Linked DNA regions of Zea mays: region 1 is linked to region 2. The links are chromatin contacts, called in public Hi-C maps. All regions are on one chromosome and are shown on one strand. Each heading gives the region's core, a stretch centred on a gene start, on an enhancer-like site or on the middle of the called end of the contact. The rest is flanking DNA. Distances are from core to core; before and after follow the strand shown.

The links. A called contact is a pair of places that touch in the nucleus more often than the background predicts.
Region 1: a contact with region 2 is called in a Hi-C map of leaf, with 6 times the contacts expected there. The contact joins the enhancer-like site here to the promoter of LOC103631261 in region 2. A contact is called at or near these places in 2 of 25 Hi-C or Micro-C datasets (ear and leaf).

Annotation. Positions count from the first base shown.
Region 1 is chr6:106,072,352-106,077,873 of Zm-B73-REFERENCE-NAM-5.0, forward strand. It overlaps LOC100274161 (transcription initiation factor TFIID subunit 5), which reads right to left. Exons shown (of 13, transcript XM_008650810.4): 10 at 5,327-5,387; 11 at 3,689-3,784; 12 at 3,515-3,593; 13 at 2,993-3,423. The coding sequence ends at 3,702. Among protein-coding and RNA genes, the nearest start is that of LOC100274161, 31 kb to the right of the region's middle. Within about 2 kb of position 2,745, at least 16 of the 20 cell types and tissues checked have an H3K27ac peak or open chromatin away from gene starts, as enhancers often do. A contact at or near this core is called in ear and leaf, where this site is marked.
Region 2 is chr6:105,778,316-105,783,894 of Zm-B73-REFERENCE-NAM-5.0, forward strand. LOC103631261 (phospholipase D Z) reads left to right here and starts at 2,901. Exons shown (of 7, transcript XR_004850231.1): 1 at 2,901-3,405; 2 at 3,606-3,810; 3 at 4,071-4,272; 4 at 4,379-4,572; 5 at 4,994-5,147; 6 at 5,274-5,579. LOC103629697 (ubiquitin-NEDD8-like protein RUB2) reads right to left here and starts at 2,431. Exons shown (of 3, transcript XM_008650808.4): 1 at 2,075-2,431; 2 at 711-970; 3 at 168-598. The coding sequence starts at 2,167. The coding sequence ends at 490.

The DNA of each region.
Region 1 (5,522 bases), core at 1,495-3,994, 290 kb after region 2:
TTTTTGGGGAAGAACGCATGAGCACCAAGCAAAAGGACTCCATCTTTGGTATAATCTTCACTCATTTACTTATGACCAAAGGGGGAGAGAGTATAGCAAAGGGCTTATATCTCAAAGTATTCGTTTTTGGCGATTCATGCCAAAGGGGGAGAAAGTATGAGCCCAAAGCAAAAGGACCGCACTACCACCAATTTCCAAAAAATTTTAGTTTGTCAAAGAGTATTTTCAAATTGGTATCTTATTGTGTTCAAAAGGGGGAGAAAAGTAGTATTTTCAAAATCTATATCAAAACCCTCTTGAACACTAAGAGGAGGATTTCATCTAGGGAGAGTTTTGTTTAGTCAAAGGAAAAGCATTTCAAACAAGGGGAGAAAATTTCAAAACTTGAAAATGCTTAGCAAAATCTTATTCATTTACCTTTGACTATTTTTGCAAAAAGGACATTGAAAAGGATTTACAAAAAGATATTGCAAAAACAAAACATGTGGTGCAAGCATGGTCCAAAATGTTAACAAATGAAGAAACAATCCATGCATATCTTATAAGTATTTATATTGGCTCAATTCCAAGCAACCTTTGCACTTACATTATGCAAGCTAGTTCAATTATGCACTTCTATATTTGCTTTGGTTTGTGATGGCATCAATCACCAAAAAGGGGGAGATTGAAAGGGAATTAGGCTTACACCTAGTTCCTAATTGATTTTGGTGGTTGAATTGCCCAACACAAATAATTGAACTAACTAGTTTGCTCTAGTGGACAAGTTATACAGGTGCCAAAGGTTCACACTTAGCCAATAAAAAGACCAAGTATTGGGTTCAACAAAAGAGCAAAGGGATAACCGAAGGCACCTCTGGTCTGGCGCACCGGACTGTCCGGTGTGCCACCGGACAGTGTCCGGTGCACCAGAGGACTCCAACTCAACTCGCCACCTTCGGGAAAATCCAGAGGCGCTCCGCTATAATTCACCGGACTGTCCGGTGTACACCGGACAGTGTTCGGTGCTCCAAGGAAGAGCGGCCTCAGGAACTCGCCAGCTTCGGGAATTCGCAACGACTAGTCCACTATAATTCACCGGACATGTCCGGTGTGCACCGGACTGTCCGGTGTGACAACGGAGCAACGGATACTTCGGAGCCAACGGCTACCTGCAGCGCATTGAATGCACGCCAGCGCGCGCAGAAGTCAGGCACGCCCATGCTGGCGCACCGGACACTCTACAGTGCATGTCCGGTGCGCCACCGGACATCCAGGCGGGCCCAGAAGACAGAGCTCCAATGGTCGGAACCCAACGGCTATGGTGACGTGGCTGGCGCACCGGACATGTCCGGTGTTTGGTGGTTGGGGCTATAAATACCCCCAACCACCCACCATTCATTGCATCCAAGTTTTCATACTTCCAACCACTTACAAGAGCTAGGCATTCAATTCTAGACACACTCAAGAGATCAAATCCTCTCCCAAATTCCACACAAAGCTTTAGTGACTAGTGAGAGAGATTTGCTTGTGTTCTTTCGAGCTCTTGCGCTTGGATTGCTTTCTTCTTTCTTAATTCTTTATTGCGATCAAACTCACTTGTAATTGAGGCAAGAGACACCAATCTTGTGGTGGTCCTTGTGGGAACTTTGTGTTCCAAGTGATTGAGAAGAAGAAGCTCACTCGGTCCGAGGGACCGTTTGAGAGAGGGAAAGGGTTGAAAGAGACCCGGTCTTTGTGACCACCTCAACGGGGAGTAGGTTTGCAAGAACCGAACCTCGGTAAAACAAATCCGCGTGTCACACCTCTTATTTGCTTGCTTTTGTTTTGCACCCTCTCTCGCGGACTCGATTATATTTCTAACGCTAACCCGGCTTGTAGTTGTAATTATTTTGGAGAATTTCAGTTTTGCCCTATTCACCCCCCTCTAGGCGACTATCAGTTACAACCCGAGAAATTAGAGAGGGATGCGAAATGCGATGGTTCAAACTCTAGCATCATGTTCATTTTTTGGACATTTATTTCATTCGTTGCGCTCGCTGCTGCAGACAACGCACGAAGAGGAACTCACAATTTAATATAGTAGAGATTTAGTTATTCTAAATATAAAAAATTGTAAATATAAAAATAATAAGTTAGATAGATACACAAACAAATATGTATGTTATCTATACCACTATATAATCTATACCCAACACTTATGGAAAGATAGAGTATCATTTATACCACTATATAATCTATCATATATATTAAACTTCGCAAAATTTACCATCCAAACCACATCTCAACCCATAACCTTCACTAAATTCACCAATTAAATTACACCTAGACTTAACATGTCATCATCTCATACTCTCGTATCGCTGAATAACCTCATCTTACTTATTCACTCAAATCCAATGAACAATATTATTTAGATCATTTCTCACTCCTCTCCCACGAATCCACTGCCCTAGCCTCCCCTGCCCCTCACTCGCGTTGCCGCCACCGAATCCCTATTTAGGATCGTAGCGTTAGCACGGGCTATATGCTAATCTTATAGAAAGATGACATTCGGTATTTAGTGTTTTTTTGGGTTAAATCTTCGATGTCTTCGCCTTCACGCTGGACATCCGTATTGGTCCGATGTAGGAAAAGACGACAGCTCCTTTTTGCCCACACTCGAGTTTATAAGGAAATGGTAGGCAAGCAGACGGAGACAAGACGACGACACCCCACCACCACCAATTAGCCAGGCGAACAGATGGACATGAAGATGACAGCTGCTACACGCTGAAGTCAATAAGCCAAGCGTCTGATTCTGGACCACCAGCGCAGGGAAAGGACAGTCACCACCAGCCAATCGCCAATCGAATAGGCAAAATCTGGATTTTTTATGGCTAATGATGAATCATGATGTCACGAAACAAACCGGTCCAATATTTTACCTGACTATTCACTTTCAGGTCCACAGGGGCACTATTTTAGGCTCAAGATGCTACAAGTACAAGCACATGGTTACTGGGTACAGGGTTGCTTCGTCAAAGGTATAGGATGATCCATATTTTACATGTTTGAGAAGTAGATAAAATGCATTGTTTTGTCACCAAATCATCCGGTCATCCCTTACAAGCTATCTCCTATCAGGCATATGTACATTTAGTGGCGTTTATAAATCATAAGATCACAACCTAAAAAAAATTACACGACGTATTTACCTAATAACAATGTCACAATGTTGCAAGCACGCTACAAAGCATCTGCGGTGCTCAATTCCGCTGTGCATACATGCTGGGCCGTTGAGATTGCTAACGAAAATATTAGCTCTACAATAGGATCCACAGCGGAGTCTGCGAAATGCCAACTTCACTACTCCATGTCAAAACCGGAACAGTTCTAGCTGTATTCTACGAAACACGCAGCTTACGCGAGAGCACCGGAGGCAAACAGAAGGTTCCTCCGAGAAAACTGCAATTCCCAGAGATCCGCAAGCTCTTCAGTTTCCACCGCATAGTACCCCCCCAAAAAAATGATGCTGAATAAAGGAGAAATTTCTCACCCGCAGGCTATAGACAGGAGCTGATTTTGTAGGCAGAGATTTAAGCAGTCTCAGTCGGTTAGCTGATGAGCTGCCTTTGCTGTTTCAGAAAAAACACAAGGGTGTTTTGCAGTCAGAGCAAGACAATTTAAGTGTATGCTCGAATGGATGAGGATCTTAACATGTCAAACTTACGTGTCCTCTGTCTTCAGGGCTTTTGTGCTGAAAGCGACATCCCAGAGCTTAACAGTACAGTCAGCCGACCCCGATGCAAGCAATGCTCCTTCGCAGCTAAAACAACAGGATATATTAACCAACAGCATAAGTCACATATCATATAAAATAAAATCCCTTAAATTACAAGTAAATGCAGTTTAACCTTGCGTCAGAACAGCGCACATCATGAACAGTAATAGAATTGTGCATTCTTTTCAGGGCAGAGGAAGTACATTTGAGGCACTAAGGTCATCTCCAACAGCTTTTCTATCTCACCTCATATCTCATCTCTTATTTCAAACTCTACTGTGTAAACAGTGTAAACCAATGTTTTGCACGACCATATGCACGGTACGGCCTTACATTGCAACTTAAATAAAGTGGAAACCAGCGCAAGAGGAAAAAGGCGGCAACCTACAGCAGGGTTTAATCTTTACATGCTACTAGACAGGACTGGCACGCGTGAAAGAACAGACGAAAAGTAAAAAGGAGATGAACAGTGTGGACAGTAAATTTCAGCTCAAACAGTGCTGGCCTCACAGCCTAACACATGTCAGGACGCGGAGCGACGGAGGTATGATGGATGACCGAAACACGGACGCGAAGGGAGAGGGGTTCAAGTTTTAAGGAACCTAATATATCCCACTGGTATGGGTTGCTAGACGCATTGCCATTTTGCAAAGGTTCTCACCCCGTCCCCCCCCCCCCCCCCCCCCCCACCCAAAAAAAATGTATTGTTGCTAGTGTTTTAAAGATTTGCCCATTAGTGTAACAGTAATATCATGTGTCAGTATGTTGGAGAAGATAAAAAATTGTACTCCTGCTCAAAATATAGAGATCCATGGTACATTGAAGTTGTAAGACAAGAAATTATCAGACACTCCCCATTCTGGTTTTTCTAGGTACAATGTTTTGCTATACACCTAAATATAGATCACGTTTATACATACATAAAAAAAGTTATGTATCTAGAAGAGCTAGAATGGCTTATATTTTGGAGTGGAGGGAGTATATGAGAGTGATTAAGGACTACTGGTGTACATCCAAAAGGCAATGACAGAGCAAAGCAGAGAGCACTAAACCCAAAGTAGCACTATGCTTTGAAGCCTAAAAACTAAGTTTGCCAAAAGATATTTGAATTAGATTGCAAACCTAGTTGAGAAAAAAAAACGAATGTTCAGTTTAAAGAGCTCATAGGATAAGTATCAACTTTGATCAACTAAAAAAAACTAAAGCAAGCAGAAACAGAACAACTTTGCCCTTATAGATCATGCCCATAGACTAGTGTAATTCTGAAATACATCAGAATCTGTGAGACCGCTAGTTTCAAGACATCATTTCATGAGATCAAATTACATGATCTTCAAATTAAATACTACCAACAAGGATTATGAAATGTTAAGCACTGATTCCTTGATACAGCACTATTGTAAAATTACATGGTCCTGCTGACTAAACTGGTTATGAGTGACGGCTGGACTTACCAGCTTATCAAGATTCCTTTAACTACAATGAAAACTTGCTCTTTGGGCAAGCTCATGCAAGAGGCGTTCAGATAAAAAGAAACTTGGGGTGAAGTGGTGAACTGAAGAAGTTACAACAGCATATAATAATTACCTGAAAGCAAGTGTCCCCACACAAGAGAAGTATTTTGCTTTCCACCTTCTGTATTCCTTTTCTGTAGAAAAATATAATGAGAAAACTTATGACAAGGGATAATAAATCAAATATGGATTGCAAAGACACCAAAATTCCTATGACCAGGAACACAGGTATGCACAGTCAAACCAAGCAACGAGCCTTTGCTATTAGC
Region 2 (5,579 bases), core at 1,651-4,150:
GATGGGCACCCGTGGAAGACAACCATAATACAAATTCATGCCTAGATTAACAATAACAGCAAAAGCCAACATCCCTTTTCAACCAAAATAATTCAAATCAAAGAAAAATGATTCAAATCAAAGGGACATGCATGGCAAAAATGAGTACATTCTTACTGTGCGAGTGATGAGGAAAACCAAAAATTAGATACACACACAATTTATTTAGCCAACAATCTTAGTCTGCAAGTGATGAGAATTCAAGGGAACCAGAAAATAGACCACAACACGATTGATGTAGCCATTTAGGTGAAAGGGCAGACCGGGGCAATAAGAATGAGTTGACAACTGAATGAACTAGTTCAAGCATTTCTTAAACAGTACAGATGACACCTGACTCTAGTAGTCTGCTAATCACATGGTACAATCAACCACCCAATACAAGGCTTCAATTCTGAAACAACTCCATGTAACAGATACCATAAGCAGAAACTACAAGAACTTTTTAATCTAGCAACCACCCCTCAGAGCAAGAACAAGATGGAGCACTGAACCACCTTCAATGTTGTAATCCTTGGCAGTTTTGTCATCAGCAAGTTGCTTCCCAGCATAAATGAGCCTATGCATGGAACATTTTTATTAGGACCACACAATGCTAAAAAAGATTACAAGAATTTGGAGCTTAGAAAAAGGTTTCACATTCATTTAGATTTTGGGGGCAAGTAGAGTACCTCTGCTGAATAGGTGGGATGCCTTCTTTCTCCTCAACACGCTCCTTGATCCTATAAATTGTGTCATTGGGCTCGATGTCAATCTCGATTTCCTTCCCAGTTAGTGTCTTCACCTTGATCATAGTTCCACCCTTGAGCCTCAAGACCAAAGGGAGTGTTGACTCCTTCTGAATGTTGTAATCAGCTAAAGTTTTCCCATCCTCCAATTGCTTGCCAGCAAAAATCAGCCTCTGGTGGTCAGGCAAAATGCCCTCCTTGTCCTGAAAAATACAAAGTCAGATACCCTGCCGAGTTAGAATGGCATTCTTTCACCTGTCTCTGAATCAGTGTTACTTAAAATTGATTATCACAAGTTTTGGAATTTGATTCACATTTAAATGCACTTGGCAAAACAAATGATACATGAAAAATGATCACACATGGACAAAGGTGTGGGATACAAATATTGAACATGGACAAGTGTTAGCAAATAAAATTTACTTGAGCATGGACAATGTTATCCAAAGCTAGCTCCGATTGAGGTTTTTGACTAGGCAATTTTTTGTTCACCAGAAATGACTCAAAGTCGGCTTTTATTTCCTAAAATGTGTTTGAGAATCTAAGCAGCAGTTGCACTCCAAAAACATAAGCGAAAATAAGGAATATCTCGCTACTTTGCAAATCCTAACAGAGGATAAGAAACATGTTATTCCGCAATGGGACCGGGTTACAAGTAAGATCAAAGTCATGGTTTTCCTAAACTAAGTCACATAGTATACAAAACGAAGTATTACAAAAAAAGATGGCTTGGCCTTTAATTAAGTAGCAACCATGATGCAATATGGAGGCCTCCATTCCAAATTGTAATTTGTTTTGGTTTTTCTAGGATCTAGGTGCATAGTTTGTGCTACTCAAAACGACTTACAATTTGGCAATGAGGGAGTAAAAGCCATAAATAGTGATACTCAGTATTAGTATGGGGTCAACTCTTTACATTCTTATTATGAAAAGAATTCTATGCTAGGTGCTTGTGGAAATATTACATCTTCCATAACCACATAACAGTTTATAGGTACTAAATTTCCTAAATTTGTTTGTTCATCACAACGAATAAGGCTTAAGTGTCGACAGTACACGGCACGATACCAACCAGCAAAAAATTACCATAAGCGCCAGTTATGAGGAGAATCTTCATACTTCAGCCAATAGACACTATCCCAAGATCTATTTCCCCGCAAAGGGTAAGAACCGCACTAAAGGAACTACCAAATCGATGAAGCAATCAACACGACTACTCCGATGTTATCACCGATCACGAAGGACACAATTCGGCTACGAATCGGGAGTCGTAGAGGTGAACAAGGGGGAGGGGAGGGGTGGCAGACCTGGATCTTGGCCTTGACATTATCGATGGTGTCGCTGCTCTCGACCTCGACCGTGATGGTCTTCCCCGTCAGCGTCAAGATGAAGAGCTGCATCTCGTTGGCTACGACCCGCGGTCTGGGGCTAGGGTTTACGGTGGCCTACCGCGTGAAGTCGCCGAAGCAAAAGTCCGAACCGAACGAGGAGGGAGGCTCTCGCAGTGTTGATTAAAGAAGAATATGATGATTGAGGAATGAGGAAGCGAAGAGGGCGTGTGGTTGTTTTGCATATTTGCACCTGGAGGTGTTCATGTTCGCATCGAGGTCCTCCGTGTCAGGTTGCGGCCGCTGCATGTGGGCCCCAGTGCCATCTCCGATTCGAAGCCAGGGGACTCGGGGGAGTGCCTTTCAGCTGTCATGGGCACGTGGCTGCCAGATGTAGTGGACCGTAAAACAAGACTTATTTGGGCCTTGTATTGGCCCAGCTGTCCGGAATTTCGAATGGTATCGCAGACTAGGCTGATCATGCCTGATGTAAAATCACCCCGCTCAATTTCAACAAACCCTATCCTACTTGTTTCTATTTCTATGTATATCAATTACTCACTATAGAAAAATACATATATCTTTTATTCTAATTATACAATTACTTTAAATAGCCATACACCTAAGTGTACTAGTCTATATCGCAGGTGCTTGTCCACTGGTTTGTAGGGGAAACAAAAGAACAGATTTGCTTGCACTCAAATATAGTAGTAGTAATAGTAGGCTGGAGTGTACTGTAGACGGAGAAAGCTGAACGAATGGTCCCACTCTATCCAATCCATACGAAGAGAATATGCTTGGCCTGAACAGTGGACATCCGTCACGTTTGAACGGAGCGAAAAAATCGGAGCAATGGAGGCGGCATCTTCGGCCACGGATCCACCGCCCATGGCGGCGCGTTTCGTTTCTCCGTTACCTTGTCAAAATATATCAACCGGTACAGCCGTGCAGGCGCAGTGCGTTGACCTGGTGGATCTTTGATCTGTCCATTTAAATTTGGCAGGTGTAATTGTCATTTTAAAATTTGGCGTGCGGCATGCATGATTACTGATCACATAAACAGGTTTGACCCTCCGATTCGAGTTCACTTGCACACGACTTCACACTCTCCCTCATAGTTGGGCTGACGATACCAGCCATGCCCTCCTCCCTCCATCGCCGCCGGCTCCTCCTCCTCGTCGTCGCTGCCGCCGCGCTGCGGGGGGCGCCGTTGGCGGACGCCGGCGCGGACACCTGCAAGGCGTGGTTGGTGCAGTCCATCCCCACGGACATGCCGCACCTGAGCCGCATCCCCGGGGTCCTATCCACGGGTTCGTCTCTCTCTCTCTCTCTCTCTCTCTCGTCTATGGGGGTTTGCCAGTTTGGGGAATGGGGAGTAGGCGTATGCTGAATTGGTGATACATAGCTGGTGATGGTGGTAGTGGGTTTGTGAAATTACTAATGCTTCTTGCAGCCGTCACTACGTATATCCATCCATTGGGCTGCTGATTTCTGTGGGTCCTGACCTCAGGAGATGTGCTCCAGTGGCTCTCGGGGAATGCAACGAAGAGTCTGGACATCCTTGCGCAGTACTGGCAGTTCTTGCCCCAGCCGAACAATCCGAAATCGGGGGACTACGGGTTTTCCGAGAGTGACATGAGGAGATTCGGGGCCGATGAGGGCCGCCGGGTTTACAAGGCACTGGAAAATGCTGCAGACCGTAAGATCAAAATCAGGCAAGTATCGAGTATCATACTTGAACTGTCAGTTTCTATAATGTTGGTGATTATTACTTAACCATAGGATGATTGGAATAGTAGTAGAGTATGTTGGAACATTGACATATAGTTATCGGCCAACAGAAAAACTGGTGTCACAATTGAATCACAAAGAAGAGAAGTGATAAAGCAAACAAGCAAAACATTTATAAATAACTAAACAGTGTGTCCATGTAGAGATTTCGTTTCTCTATTGACAAGCTGTGGTATCATTTCAGGATTGTCCAGCACTCTGGATTTGCTCCTGATTTTGACCAAGAGAGCGCAGACCTGGCTGCAGGAAGACCAAATGTTGAGAACGCAACCGTTCTTTTCGAGGACTGGTGGGGATCTGGTGTTGTGCACGCAAAGGTCTGGATATCAGATAAGAAGGATGTGTATATAGGTTCCGCAAACAACGACTGGAAATCCCTTACTCAGGTATATCCGACAAAAAAAAACAGGCTCTGCTAAATTTGCAGTATGGTGTTGAGAAAAAAAAACAATTTGGTAAACCTGTGTGGCACTACTTTTACATGCATTGCAGGTTAAGGAGCTTGGGATTTATTTTGCTGGTTGCCCACAGATAGCAAAAACTGTGGAGGTCTATTTTCAAAACCTGTGGACGCTTTCAACCCTCAACTCAACTTTTTACACCAAACAAGCCTGGGATACGCAGTGGCAAGTTTCTAGAAAGGTTCCATGCTGGTCTCATTTCCTACAGCCCAAAGAAAGATGCAGGTTTGCATCTCCCTCTGCAGGTCACATGCAGCGATCTACTACTTAGTGCACAAATTTGAAGGGGAAAAATGGCTGGTACATAGATGGCAATAAATTATGTACAATCTAAGCACACAATTTTGAAGGAAAAAAAATGGCTGGTACATAGATGGGAAATAAATTATGTACAACCTATCCATTAACCTATATTGTCTGCATTTATCTTAGTGCTGATCCATCTTCGATTCTGAAAATGCTCGGTACATACGATCCTTTATACCTTTGTCACTCATCTTTATAATGATTCAGTGGCTGCTAATTACTTATTAAATCCTGTCTTGTGGCTCCGTCAAATGCCTTAAAAATATTCAAGCATGGTATTTTCCTTTTAGACTTTTTTTGCTAGATCAAATAAAGAGATTTATTCTTAATGTGCGAACAGGTCACCCATACCACTTTCAGTTGACATCCCATATGTAGATGGATATCCAGCTCTTGCAAATCCTGAAATGATTGATGTTTCGTTTGAAACCCCTGGGTACAAGAAACCTACTCAGGAGCACTACTTGAGCTACCTTTCCTTTGCGCCACCTGAGGTAACTTTGTAGCACATTATAGACATCTAGGTATTGCTAGTCCGTAGTCTTCAGTGTATCGATGCTTTTGTAAACTAACTTTTAGTGTAAACTCATTGATATTCATGGTGATATGTACTTATGCAGTGCATATTCAATGGAATTTTTCAGTGTGCGAGGATGCCAAGTTTGTTTGTCTACATCATCTGGTTGGCCTAAGAAAAAAGTCATCTGACTGACCTTGTACTTTCACCCATACATCAACATTTTTCATATACATACATTAAGTATTCATGTTTCATTACCTTAACTTATATGACATAATTTTTCGTAAACATTGAATTAAGACATGCAATATAATAAGGTGTTGTTTGGTTTATAATTTGTAACGTAAATGGTAATGGGTAATAGGTTTGAATAGACCGGTATCAGTTTTTAGTGTGGTCTCTGATT